3 separate regions of the Sus scrofa genome follow, and all the other regions are linked to region 3. The links are chromatin contacts, called in public Hi-C and HiChIP or PLAC-seq maps. All regions are on one chromosome and are shown on one strand. The core of a region is the stretch at or near the end of the contact, and the rest is flanking DNA. Distances in the headings are between cores, read along the strand shown.

Evidence for each region. Hi-C and Micro-C count contacts between places; a contact is called where the count stands out from the background. HiChIP or PLAC-seq counts read pairs in DNA pulled down with a chosen protein or histone mark.
Region 1: an H3K27ac HiChIP or PLAC-seq map of alveolar macrophages shows a contact between it and region 3. The contact joins the promoter of WARS here to the promoter of SLC25A29 in region 3. A contact is called at or near these places in 11 of 47 Hi-C or Micro-C datasets (adipocytes, alveolar macrophages, epiblast stem cells and 7 more) and 2 of 2 datasets of contacts at active chromatin or transcription factors (alveolar macrophages and skeletal muscle).
Region 2: a contact with region 3 is called in a Hi-C map of skeletal muscle, with 2.8 times the contacts expected there. The contact joins the promoter of YY1 here to the promoter of SLC25A29 in region 3. A contact is called at or near these places in 1 of 5 promoter capture datasets (liver), 14 of 47 Hi-C or Micro-C datasets (alveolar macrophages, blood, brain and 8 more) and 2 of 2 datasets of contacts at active chromatin or transcription factors (alveolar macrophages and skeletal muscle).

What each region holds. Positions count from the first base shown.
Region 1 is chr7:121,236,139-121,240,980 of Sscrofa11.1, forward strand. WARS (tryptophan--tRNA ligase, cytoplasmic) reads right to left here and starts at 2,006. Exons shown (of 11, transcript XM_003128728.6): 1 at 1,915-2,006. WDR25 (WD repeat-containing protein 25) reads left to right here and starts at 2,061. Exons shown (of 7, transcript XM_021099728.1): 1 at 2,061-2,145.
Region 2 is chr7:121,130,625-121,134,912 of Sscrofa11.1, forward strand. It overlaps YY1 (transcriptional repressor protein YY1), which reads left to right and starts at 1,544. Exons shown (of 5, transcript XM_021099699.1): 1 at 1,544-2,314. The coding sequence starts at 1,645. It overlaps DEGS2 (sphingolipid delta(4)-desaturase/C4-monooxygenase DES2), which reads right to left and starts at 988. Exons shown (of 4, transcript XM_021099703.1): 1 at 886-988.
Region 3 is chr7:121,189,739-121,194,082 of Sscrofa11.1, forward strand. It overlaps SLC25A29 (mitochondrial basic amino acids transporter), which reads right to left and starts at 2,631. Exons shown (of 4, transcript XM_005656464.3): 1 at 2,214-2,631. MIR345-1 (microRNA 345-1) reads left to right here and starts at 3,982; the gene lies at 3,982-4,061.

The sequences.
Region 1 (4,842 bases), core at 756-3,255, 46 kb after region 3:
TGCTAATTGCGGAGCAGCAGAGAAGAGAAAGTGACACAAGAGTTTCCCGACGCCCAGAAAAGCATCAGGAGGTGGAAGACCATCCTTCGCATCCTGGCCAGAGTGTGGATGACAATGGCCTTGGACTGCCGCGTTTGCAGAAGACTAGAAAACGAGCAGGGAGTTCTTTACCACGTTAAACCTTGGAACAGATTAAGTTCTCTTTTCCTTTTTTTTTTGGTCTTTTTGCCATTTCTGGGGCCGCTCCCGCGGCATATGGAGGTTCCCAGGCTAGGGGTCCAACCGGAGCTGTAGCCACCGGCCTACGCCAGAGCCACAGCAACAAGGGATCCGAGCTGCGTTTGCAACCTACACCACAGCTCACGGCAACGCCGGATCCTTAACCCACCAAGCAAGGCCAGGGATCGAACCCGAAACCTCATGGTTCCTAGTCGGATTCGTTAACCACTGCGCCACGACGGGAACTCCCTCTTTTCCTTTTTTAAACACTGGGAGGAAAGCTTCCTTTCTTCTCCAAATAATGAAATGAAAATTATCTTAAAAGGCAAATAAGCCATTATTTTAAATGAAGCCAGACCCAAGATACTCATGAGTATTACAATGACATATTGGGAATGGAGATCAACTATTTAAGGAGGCCTCACGGGTGAAAAATATGACAGCCAACATGAAGCTGCTGAAAGGCAAGCTATGAATCCCAGCAGGCAACTACTCTTCCAGGATCTCTGTTCCCTATGGAAGCCGAGAATCACTTGAACTTGGGACCAATGAGATGAAGTAAAATGCACAACAGTGTAATCCTGACCCCTCATCTCCCTAAGCCAAGGTTTCCAGCCTTTTGGGAAAAGGCTGGTAAAAATACTAGTAAGCTCTAAGCCTTGGGAAGGTGGCAATACATACCGAGGTTGCAGGAGACACTGCAGAGGTGGCCACTGGTCCCACCGGGCACTTGAGTAGCTGAGACTGCCCCGTGCAGCTCAAGCTCTTCTTTAATAGTCGTCCTTTCCTCCTTTCAGTTTCCTTTTAGAAAAAGACTTCTCTCTTCCTTCCTTGTTTATCCCACCCTTCACTACTCACACATAGGAGTTTCTTATAAATCCCCCAGTTTCTCAGAAACGCTTAAGCCTCTTGACCCAACCTTTTTGATGGGACTGTCCAATCAGAGGTGGGTACAGGAAAGAGTGCGGGTGGAGACCAGTGAAACCCTCTTGGGAATCAAGATATTAGCTGGTCATTGCATCAGCCACCCTCTATTCCAAGCTGGCCTCCTAAAAATCTCCCTGCCCCCTTTCTGTTCCTCCTTCTTAGCATCAGTATGAACAACTGTAATGAAAACTGTGTTTTATGTGTAGTCCTGGGGGGCAGAAAGGTGGGCTGTAAATTCCTTGCTGCTGTCGTTCACGGGGGCGGCGCAATGCAGTGGAAAGATCATGAGTTCTGGGGTCAGATCTGAGTTTCGATCCCAGTTTGGGCACCTTCTTGTTTCAAGACTTTGAGCAAGTCACATTACCTCTCCGCTTCATCCTCCGCTTCCTCATTTGTGAAATGGGCATAAAGAAGCCTCCTAACTTTACCGTGGAGGGGACTAAGTGCGATACTGCAGGCAAAGCCCCTGTCACATGGCAGACACTTGGTAAAAGTCGGGGCCTCCCTCCTTAGGGAAAGGGCAGAGGTGGGAGACGAGGAAGGGTCGGCGCCCGCGGGAGTGGGCGACAGGCCGGGTCGGCGGCGCTGGGAGGAAGGGGGCGAGGGGCGCCCGGGCAGCCTCCGCGCCCCCCGTGCTGCCAGAACCCGGCGGGCAGCGAGGCGGGCTCTGAGGAGGATACTCCCGGCCCCGGCGTGCCGGCGGCTCCGGAAGGCCCAGGTCATCGGGCGCCACCCTGGCTTCCCTCCCTCTTTCATCCCTTCACTTACCGGCCCAGCCGGGCCCGTCAGCACTGCCGGCTCAGCCACGGGTTGCTGCTTGGGCGTCCGTGGAAACGCCGTCCGGCCGGAACAACTTCCGGATCGACTGCGTCATCATTGGCTGTGGCGGCCAGAGGCCGCCGCTGATTGGTTGGGGCCCCGGCGTCCGCGGAACGCGACTGGGCGGCGGAGTGCAGGCCGGACAGCCTCCGGGAGGACCGAGCGCTTCCGGTGTGTGTGGTGAGCGGCGGGCCGGGCCGGGGGACGGGAGGGGACGGGACCTGGCTGGGGCCCGAGTGCTCCACACTCTTCCGCGCGAGCCTTCGCCGCTGTTCGCCTGTTCTACATCTCCGGTTCTGCGTCGCGCAGTGCTCTGGACGATGCTCACCTCCTACTCTTGGCAACCTGGCTAACTCCTATTCATTCTTCAAAACCCACCTCTGGTCGTATCTTGTTTGTTGCCCTCATCAGTCTGTGGCCTCCGGCGCAGGAGGTGTGTTTTGTGTTTAATGTCTGTCCATAAAACCTAATATAAAGCTTGGCACAGTGTAGGTAATCAGGAAATGTTGAATGAGAATATCTTATCCCTGTTGCTTTCTCTGTGCCCTCCTCCCACCAGGTTGCATTTCACAAATATCTGTAGATGCTGGGGATCAAACAGTGAACAACACACAAAAAAGTCCTGCCTGGGTGGAGCTGACATGCAGGTGACTGTCATTGCCGCTCCCCTCTCCTGTAGCCTCATTTCTGCTAAGACCTGACTTTTTCTTCCAGCTGTTCTTAGCTATTTTTATTTTTAATTTTTTTGTTCTTCTTAGTTTAATCACTCCCTCTTTCTATGAAAAAATGTCCTTTCCCCACTTTTGCCTGTTTAGGCAGCAGTTTCCCTCTAAAGTTTGTTGTTGTTGTTCCCAGTGGCTCCCGATCACCTCCGTTTTTGCCTGTTTTCCTTGACTCATTCTTGCCTCCATCACTCTTACCCAATTTGATTAGTTTTGTTGTTTCGGTCTTCTCATCACCTCTACTTCCTCACCTCCTCCAGAGCGTTGCCTTCTGCCCTAGGCCTGCCTTGATCTCATCATAGGAAACAGCCCAAGCCCACCATCATGCCGACTTTTCTGTTTTACTTTCCTCCTTGGGATTTCTCATCACTGGACATCCTTTGTTTCACCTGGTCATGGTCTGTCTTCCCCCGCCGTGCGTGAGCATGATGAGCTCAGGGCATTGTTCACTTTCTTGTTGGCTGAGGTGTTCCTGGCGCCTGGTATGGGGCTCGGGAAGTAGCCCATGCTCCTTCAATGTTTACTGAATGACTGAATGAAATGTACATGAAGCAGATGCTGCTATGGTTCATCTACCTGCATTCATTCAGTTCTTGCTGCCTTGCCTTGTGGGGATCTTCTCACTCCGCTGCTCTCTGATCTTTTGCTGTAGGTCTCATTTCTAATTCTGGCCATCGACCTCTCCTGTGAGTCGACATCTGTGGACAACTGGGTAGGTAGGAATCCATTCTAATGGCTGAGGACAGGTGCCTTGGTGCTGGTAACCTAGTGGGTTCTCTTTGGAGGGATGGAACGGGATGCTGTGGTGGGTGATGCTGTGCCCAGGAGTTGAGACAGGTGAGATGTTTGATCAGGATGGGCTTCAGGAACAGAGCAAGTATTTAGAGAAAAGAAATGCCAAATCCTTTGCAGTGCAGTGTTCTATTAATTTATAATTTGTCCATTATATTTGTTCCATTTGAGATGGGCTGGCTTGTGATGGAAGTTTTTTGCTTTTGTTTTTTTGTGTTTTTTTGCTTGTTAGGGCCACACCCATGGCATATGGAAGTTCTCAGGCTAGGGGTCCAGTTGGAGCTGCAGCTGCCGGCTTGTGCCACAGCCACAGCAACGTGAGATCTGAGCCATGTCTGCAACCTACACCACAGCTTACGGCAATGCCGGATCCTTAACCCACTGAGTGAGGCCAGGGATTGACCCTGCGTCCTCATGGATACCAGTCGGGTTTGTTATCGCTGGGCCATAACGGGAACTCCTGTGATGGACGTTTTATTTAGACAATGGCTCTGTGTGTAGAAGGTGTTACCTGCCTGGATTGGACTGTAGGTGGGGGTGGGATTTTTGGAGGAGGCAGACCACTGGCATTTTTTGGATGTTGGTGTAACTTATTTGGCAATGGAGCCCTTCAGGCAAATGCTACTACCCTTTTTGGGAAAGGCAGGGGAGGGGTGAGATGGTCGCTTCCAGGGAAAACCACTGTCCGGGGGAGATGGGGGTGATAGATAGGCTGTCGGAATGGCGTAATTGAGGACCCACAGGGAGTCTTCAGGGATGGAAGAGGAGCTCAGGGTGGCGTATTAAGGTAGGGCACGTAGGCTTCCTCTGAAGTGATATGCTGCCTGGGCTCTCAGTGCTGCTCCACCGCGCCCTCTGCTGTCCAGGACATGTCCCGTATCCTTGTTTTCCTTGAGTGTCCTTGCTTCGTGCTAACCACATAGAATTGAATTCCAGAAGGGGGTACGTCTTTGGGGAAACTAGCTGGCTACAATTTATCATGTATAATGATTCAGAATTCCGGGCATGGTTTTTAATGTTTACTTAACATTTTAAAAAAATATAATTTAATTATTATTATTATTATTATTTTTTGCTTTTTAGGGCTGCACCTGTGGCGTGTGGAAGTTCTCAGGCTAGGGGTTGAATCAGAGCTGTAGCTTCCAGCCTTTACCACAGCCACAGCAATGAGGGATCCGAGCCGCGTCTGTGACCTACACCACAGCTCATGGCAACGCCGGATCCTTAGCCCACTGGGTGAGGCCAGGGATCGGACTTGAAACCTCATGGATGCTAGTTGGGTTCTTAACCTGCTGAGCCACGACGGGAACTCCAGGAAGAGTCTTTTAGGAAGGGGAAATTCACTGTCGTGTGAATCTGTGTG
Region 2 (4,288 bases), core at 294-2,793, 60 kb before region 3:
TCCCTAAAAACCAGTTATTTCTAATGCTTCAAACACAAAGTCAGGACGACCAAATAAAGACAAAACCACCTTCATCAAGGTTTAATTTGCCGCTAATTAGTGCCAAGAAAAACATACGCTCTGCTGCAGGTATAAAGGAGAACAGGGAGGGAAAACTGGGATTTTGAACAAGAGGACAAATGCAAAGCCTGGTGGGCAAAGGAGGAGCATCTACGCAAGTGAGAAACAGGTGAAGACGGTGGTCGAGAGAAACAATGGTTGGCTGGAGAGCGAAGGGGAGGCTCAGAGGGAAATTTTAGAAAGCCGCAGAGAGCCAAGCTCCAGGACCAGCGGCCGGGATCCGGCAGTTCTAAGATCTACGGGGAAGCAGGCACCCAACGGCTCGGTCTCAGGTTTCCGCGGGTCACAAAAGGATAACGGACATCCTCCCAACGGTGGACCTGGGGGCTCCGCGCGCCGCTTCCGCTCGACCGCCCCGCCCCGCCCCGCGTGCAGCCCACCTGCGCTCGGCCCCGGACCCAGCGGGGCCCGGGGACCGGTGCTCGCAGCGCGATGCTGGCCTGTGGCCACCGGCGAACACCTTCCTCTGCTGCTCGCTCGCCCGCCTTTGTTCGCCTGGACCTCCTCCCTCACTCGGTCGCCATCGCCTGCCCGAAGCCAGGCAGGAATCAAGAGCAAAAGCTGCCCGACGCGAAAAAGGAGGCACAGGCGTTTCTCTTCAAAGCAGACTTTATTGGGGCGCCGGGGCAGCCCCGCGCGCCCACCCGCTCCCCTCCGCGACCCCCGGGCCGCCCACCCCCCAGGACCCCGGGCTCGGCCGCCCCGCCCAGCCCCGCCCCTCAGGCCCCTTCCCACGCGGCGCCGGGTGCCGCGCGGACCGCTCACCGGCTCCCGAAGCGGCGGCTGCAGCGTCGACACCCCGCTCTAGAGTGCGGCCCGGGTCCGGGGCGGCGGGTTTTGCTGCTGTTGCACCGCGAAGGGCGGGAGCCGCACGACTCGCGGCGGCGGTGGCGGCGGCGGCGGCGCGCTGACGTCACGCGCAGCGGCCAGCCAGCGCGCGCGGGGGCCGTCCCGTCGGCCCCAATCCGGGAGGAGCCCGGGTTGAGTGGGCGGGGCGGCAGCGGCGAACGGGCAGACCGATTGGCAGAGGAGGAGGAGCGAGAGAGCGAGCAAGCGAGTTAGGAGCGAGGTGGGGCGGGCCGAGGCCGCACGGAAGTCTCGCGAGGCCAAGCCTGAGCGGAGTGTGGCGGCGGCGGCGGCGGCGAGATCTGGGCTCAGGGTGAGGAGTTGGTATTTGTGTGGAAGGAGGCGGAGGCGCAGGAGGAAGGGGGAAGCGGAGCGCCGGCCCGGAGGGCGGGAGGAGGCGCGGCCAGAGCGGGCGGCCGAGGCGCGGCGCGGCGGGGCGCCGGGGCGAGCAGCGGCCGAGCGAGCGCGGGGCGCACCGAGGCGAGGAGGCGGGGAAGCCCGCCGCCACCGCCGCCGCGCCCGCCCCTTCCCCCCGCCGCCCGCCCCCTCTCCCCCCGCCCGCCCGCCCGCCGCCTTCCTCCCTCTGCCTTCCTTCCCCACGGCCGGCCGCCTCCTCGCCCGCCTGCCCGCAGCCCCGGAGCTGAGGCCGCCGCGGCCGTGGCGGCCGAGCCCTCAGTCATGGCCTCGGGCGACACCCTCTACATCGCCACGGACGGCTCGGAGATGCCGGCCGAGATCGTGGAGCTGCACGAGATCGAGGTGGAGACCATCCCGGTGGAGACCATCGAGACCACGGTGGTGGGCGAGGAGGAGGAGGACGACGACGACGACGAGGACGGCGGCGGCGGAGACCACGGCGGCGGGGGCGGCCACGGGCACGCGGGCCATCACCACCACCACCACCACCACCACCACCCGCCCATGATCGCGCTGCAGCCGCTGGTCACCGACGACCCGACCCAGGTGCACCACCACCAGGAGGTGATCTTGGTGCAGACGCGCGAGGAGGTGGTGGGCGGCGACGACTCGGACGGGCTGCGCGCCGAGGACGGCTTCGAAGACCAGATCCTCATCCCGGTGCCCGCGCCGGCCGGCGGCGACGACGACTACATCGAGCAGACGCTGGTCACCGTGGCTGCGGCCGGCAAGAGCGGCGGCGGCGGCTCGTCGTCGTCGGGCGGCGGCCGCGTCAAGAAGGGCGGCGGCAAGAAGAGCGGCAAGAAGGGCTACCTCGGCGGCGGGGCCGGGGCGGCGGGCGGCGCGGACGCGGGCAACAAGAAGTGGGAGCAGAAGCAGGTGCAGATCAAGACCCTGGAGGGCGAGTTCTCGGTCACCATGTGGTCCTCAGGTGAGCGCCGGCGCGCGCCGGCCCCCGGGATGTTTTTGTTTTGAAGGGAAGCCATGTTTTATGTGTGTGATGGGCGCCGCCATCTTCTTCGCAGGGCAAGTATGGCGGCCCCAAAAGATGGCGGGCCGCGGCGGGGGCGGCGGGCGGCGGGCGGCGGGCCGAAGATGGCGGCGGAGGCGCGGCGCCGCCCGCTAGGCCGCAATGGCGTAGTTTCCCCGGGCGGGGCGGCCGCGCGGCGCGGGGCGGGGCGCGCGGGGCGGGGCGCGCTCGGGCCAACGGACGCCCCGCCGGCCCGTTGTCCGCGGCCCCCGCCCGCGTGTGCGTCCGCGGGGCGGCCGCCCTCGAGGCCCCGGGGCGCGGGCAGGGCGTTGGCGGGGCTGCGCGGCGTGGACCTCGCGCCGGGCGGGCCGCGCCTTTCCGTGGCCTGCCGCTGGGGGGCGTCCCTGGGGCCGCGCCGCCCCCCGCCCCTTCCCGGGAGCCTCGACTGCTCCCGGGAGGCGCCTTCCGAAGGGGGCGGAGGCGCCGGCCGCGCTCGCCTCGGCGGGGCGGGACCAGGGCGGCGCGCGGCGCTCGCGTCGGGCTCGGCGCCCGCAGGGCCTGTCACCGCGCGGCGGCCGAGGTCCCCGCTCCTGCTGCCGCCGCGGCGCCGGGCCGGGAGGGCCCGCGGGGATCGTAGCCGACGGCGAGCCCTGGGCTCGCGGAAGTTTGGTTTTCTTCGGCCCGGGGCGCTTTGCGCACGGGCCGGTTGGCTGCACAGCGAGGCGCGCTTGCCACTGCGTCGGTAGACTCGAGCGCTTCGTGGACGTTTCCTCTTGTGTTTGACCTGGTGGAAAGCGCCTTGTTCTCCCCGTGAAAAGAGGGTCCGCCAGGCGTCTTTCTGCAATTTCAGTACTGCTTTGAATGAAAGCCAGAAAAAATAGAGCAAAAGAGATTTATCTGCACATGTAAATCTCTTTGTTTTTCCTTTGTAACTGTGGAAGGGCTTTTTGTTTGTTTTTGCTGTGATTTTGTTACTTGATGCAAAGATTATCTGGTTAAACTGCTGGAATAGTAAATAAGACTGAGAATAATCCTGTCGTAAGTAGTTAACCTAGGACCTGTGGTGATTGGATTTAAGCTGTAGAATGGCCTACCCCATGGTTACTCCACCGCTGTTCAGTGAATTCTCAGAATTGGATGGAGCTTGGAAATGTGCACTTTGAGTATTAAAGGGTTTCTGGAATTCACAGGAACGAATAAAATAAGCCAAAAGGCTGGACTGAGAAGCTGGTCTGGTGGTATCTCCTGAAAGCCCCAAGTTGAGATAACTAAGGCAGAAGGGATCTGTGACTCACGACTGAGCAAAGGAATGGAGTTTCTGTCAAAATGCAATAGCAGTTGCTGACAGGCTCTATTCTGGGTTTCCGAAGACCTTGCAGAGCTCAGTAACTTCAGCAGGAGCTGTATGTTTAAATGAAATGTATGTTTCAGCACTTAAAAGGTTCTGTATACATTCTGGTGTGCAGAATGATTGCACACTATTCATGTTGGAGCTAAAAGTCGTATTTTTCTGTTATTAATAGGAATGGAATAATGGAGGGGGTGTTAGTTATTGATGAGTTTGCTGAATTCAAAGATATCATTTGAAATTGGATGTTTAGGTAAAGATACATTTATTACATAAAGCTTAGGTTTACTCTTTTTCATGATATGGTTGTGTTACCTCCACTGTAGTTCAGAACAGTGGGATGTTTTATATATTCTGCACTTGATTTTACCAGATTGCTACCCCACTTTTCCATACCAAGAAAACTTTGTGATGAAGGCTTTACTTGAATGTATCAAAATTAGGTTAAAAGTCATTATTTCCTCTGTGCAAGTGGTTGCTCATAGGCTTGTGCAGTTTGGGGGTATTTTAAGGTCCATTTCTTTTTTCTTTTTTGGCTGCCCCTTGGCATATCGAGTTCCCAAGCCAGGGATCAGCTCTGAGCCGCA
Region 3 (4,344 bases), core at 1,381-3,880:
TCCCATCCAGGCCTGCGGTAGGGAGACCCCCGTCCAGAGCCTAGGGTCTGGTGGGCTCAGACGTGAGGCCGAACCCCTGATGGGAGAGTGCGGGCAGGCGTTTGGACTCTTCCTCCCCCCACTCCCAGAGAGGCCCCAGGGATGCTGGCAGTCAACGCCCCACCCTGCCTCCCCAAGGGTGAGGTTGAACACATGGCCCACACCCAGCCAGTCGGAGGAATTGATTCTGGGAAGGAACTGACTCCTCCCCAGCAGCCCCGACCCCAAGCCTCGAGGAGTTCAAACCTGAAGGAACCAGGCAGGCCCCACATAAGGCTGCCCCCCTGCGCAAGGTCCCTGGACGGCACCTCTGCCAGGGACACAATCAGGTCGCTGTCCTGAGCCCATGAGGCGAGGGGAAGGCAGCCCCCGCCCCGTCGGAGGAGTGCAGTGCGATTTCTCCATTCATCTCTCTCCTTCTCAGGGTCTAGGTTTCTCCTGGGTCGAGTAATAGGAGAAGAGGATCCCTGGGGTGGGGGGCCAAAGACCCTCCAGCCCCTCGCACCTCCGCTCACACAATACGGGAGTAGATGGGCTTCCACCTGGACCCAGGCAGGGCAGTGGGGGTGGGGTGGGGGCTGTGGAGCACTTAGAGCTCCCTGGGTGCCGGACCCCGGCCTTGCCCAACCCAGTCTCCCAGGAGGGCTTGGTGAGGATGGCAGAAGGCATTCCAGGCAGGGCCTGTCAGCCTGTATGTGGGGAGGGGGGGGCTACGCCTCGCCTTTGGGTGAGTCCCAAACTCCGTGGCTCCCGGGACACCTGCGTGAATACAGAAGGAGCCCTGCACCTCGAGGGAAAGAACCCACACTCCCCAAGAAGCTGGAAAGGGGGGCTGGCCCTGGGAGTGAGGGGTGGGGCCAGGAGGGGCCAGGGGCTGGGTGGCAGGACACCAGGGGAGGCCCCTCAAGGAGGATGGGAAAAGTAGAGAGCCCAGCGGAGGTGGGGGAATTGAGAGCTGGACCCTCAGAGGCGGAGCCCTCCTGGCCTTGGGAGAAACACTCCCCCAATTCCTGAAAGCTCTGGGCTTTCTCCCCTCCCTCAGGCTCCTCCCGCGGGATTGGGTAACTGCCCCCACACTTCCCTGGCACACTCCCTCCTCCACCAGCCTCTTCTTGCCCAGAGCAGGAAGCTAGCACCTCACCCGCAGCGTAAATGCTTATGGCCTCTGCTGGTGGCACCCTTTCTCCTCCAGGGTGCCGGAGGCTGGCAGGTAGCTGAGAGCTTTATTAGAGCCAAGCTAAGCAGAGGAAGAGCCAGAACAGGGCCAAGTGCTGGGGAAGAGAAGCGTGGGACATCTGGGACGTGGACTGGGGCCTGGGACACCCTGCCACCTCTGTCAGCTCACTGCCCAATCCCTGAGAGCCAGCCGGGCTCCCAAGGAAGACCTGTTGAATCAATTCACTCTACCAGTAAAGACAGAACCCGAAGACCAGACAGGGAAGCACCGGCCCCCGCCCCAGTCAGGCTTGGCCGCTGCAGCAGACTCAGGCCTTCCTGGGGACACAGGCTGAGAGAGGACCCCAGTGCCTCGGACCTGCCTACGCCACTGTCACGCACGCGTGAGCCCAAGGCCTGGCTCAGGCGGCGAGTCAGGCCCACTTACAGAAGCGCCAAGGAAGGGGGCGGGGTGCCAAAGCGGGACTCCTTTTAGGCCATCTCACTAGGGGGTCGTCCGGTGGGCCCAGCCCCCAGCCCCACCCGGGCTGCTGCGGGAGAGGGGGGTGGAGCCAAATTCAAACTTCTAGGAACCGGGGAGGGGATCCTGCAGTGGGCGGGCACGGGCTGGGGGAGGTGGGGAGGCAGATGTCCTGGGGCCTCGCGGTCCGCAGGCCTCGGGCGAGGAGGGCGAGGACGGTGGTAGGGCATTCTTCCCGCAGCCCCCTGGCAGCCACAGCGCTGCCTCGGAATCTCAGACCTCTCGTCCGAACGTGCCCCGCGGAGACGCCCTCGCGGAGAGCACGCTAGTCGGCCTCCGGGCCTGGTGTCAATTCATGCCCACGAGAGCCCCGTGGGACGAGGGCACTGTTATCTCATTCTACAGACCAGGGAACCCCAGCCACAGGGTAAGCCATTGGGCCATGCGCTCGCAGATGAGCTGGCCTCCCAGCTCCGACATCCCACGCCCGAGTCCCCGGCCCGGCGCGCACCCGGGCGGGACCCGCCCGCCTCCTTACCCCCAGCGCATCCAGCCAGAAAGTCCAGCGCCATTGCTGGATCCCCGGCGAGCCCGCCCTTCCTTCTTGTTCTCTTTCGCTGGCCCCTCGCCGGGCTGGGGGCCGTCGAGGGCCCCTCGCTTTGCTGGGCTGGGACTCGGCCCGGCCGCCGCCTCCTGACGCGGAGCCCCGCACAGGCTGGGGTCTGGCGGCGGCGGCGGCGGCTCAGTGCGCCACTCCTCGCCGGACACACGTCCCTCCCTGGCCGTGTCGCTTCTGCCCTCGCGGAGGTCCGCGCGCCGCCAGTGGTCCCTCACCTCGGGCCGCACGCCCCGCCCCTCGGACCGTGCCGGCCCGGCTCCGGCGGGGCGCACAGCTCAGCCAATGGGCAGGCGAGGCGCGGACAACACCCCGGCTGCAGCGCGCCGCCGCCGCGCCTCATTGGCTGGGAGGACCTGGGGCGGGCGGGGCGGGGGGCACGCAGCGGGAGGGCGGGCGGGGGAGGTGCAGAGTCGCTGCAGACAAAGAATGTGCTTCGTGCGCCCGCCCGCGCCGCTACCGGCGGGAGAGGAAGCCGGGTGTGCGCTGCGGCCGGACGGTGGGTCCAGCCCGGCCGGGGAGCCCATAGCCTGCACGGCCCGGGAACTTCCCGGCGTGTGTGATGCGGGTCAGCGGGGCGGGAGGTGGCGTGCGCTCGCTTTGGACTCGGCCTGGGATCCTGACCCCTGGGTTCAGATCCCAACTCGGCCGACCAACCTTAGGGTCTTTGCCTGTAGAATGGGGACACGCCGCGGGAATGGACTTGGAGCGCCAGGACCCTCCAAGGCCTGTGGGCTCGGACACTACTTGTGATACTTAATCCTCGGGCGGCGAGGCGCCCCTTTGGGGAGTCATCGTCCCTCCCGTCTGTGCGCCCACTTGGCGATGGGCTTAGGCCCTCTGGCCGCCTGGCCTCTAAGCGAGGGGCGAGGGGCGAAGGGCGTGGCTTGGACGCCGGGCCCCGCACTTGAGAGCAAACTGCGGGAGCCGCGGAAGATTGTAGAACGGGGAAGATTCCTGGACTGGTCCCAGAGCTGCGAGGAGATGGACAGATCGCGGCGCGGCCATGGGCGGTGGCTTAGCGTGTGTGGCCGGAGGGGGCAGTCATTGGGCCGCGGCTCTGGGAGGCCTTGGGCTGGAGAGTCGGGGTGGGAGTGAGGTAGAGTGTGCGCTGAAGTGGGAAGGCCCTGGGCTGTGCGGTCGACGCGGGTAGCTGTGTGGGGGGAGGTTGGGGGGGTGGCTAAGCAGGAGCCAAATCCGACGCCGCTCCCGCCTCCTCTCCCACTGTCCTGGAGATTGGCAGTGGCAAGGGACCCTCCCTGCTCCCTGGGGAGGGTCCTGGCTGGTGACTTCCCCCTGCTGTCCTTCCCCAGCACCACTTGAAGTCCAGGCTGTCGCAGTTGGGACTGGTCTTGGCTGGGCACTTTCTCCCTCACGGAGTCAGATGACACCTTCAGGCGTGGACCCAACTTCCTCCTTCAGGCTCCTGCGGTATTTCCGGGTGGCAGATCTTCACAGTTCTTGTACTGGCATTTCACCGTGTCTGAAGTCCGCAGGGGGGTTACAGTGGACATGTAGCTCCCAGACAGGTTTTGAAGATCACGTATGCTCGGTACTAGGGAAATAGGGCAGGGGTATGTAGGAAGTGACCACGGTGATACACAGGCCACTGGGAATCCGACCACCCCGTGGGGTTTCCTTTTATGCTTCCTCCAATCGAAATAGAACATTCATTACGAAGAGACCCCCAAACCCAGGTCTGCTGACTCCTAGTCCAGTGCTTGTGATGGCTGGTGGGCCCTGAACTAGGGGTCTGGAGGCCTGGGTTTGCATTTCGCCAGCCTCAGGCCCAGCTCATGCTCCACAAGGCAGGAGTTGACTGTGGAAATACGTGGGTAGCTGGAGGCCTCCAAGGCCACGGCCATGGCCACTGAACCGGACCACCGTCATCCAGGCAACTCACTCCTGGGAAGGGGGTTCCTGGGTTGCTGAGGCCTTAGGAAGTAAAGCATAAATGCTTGCAGCATCCACCCCTGTTTGGGGAGATTTGAGAGGGAAATCAAGTACCTTGACCAGGCGGTAAGAATATTAATATGGAACGACTGATAGAAGA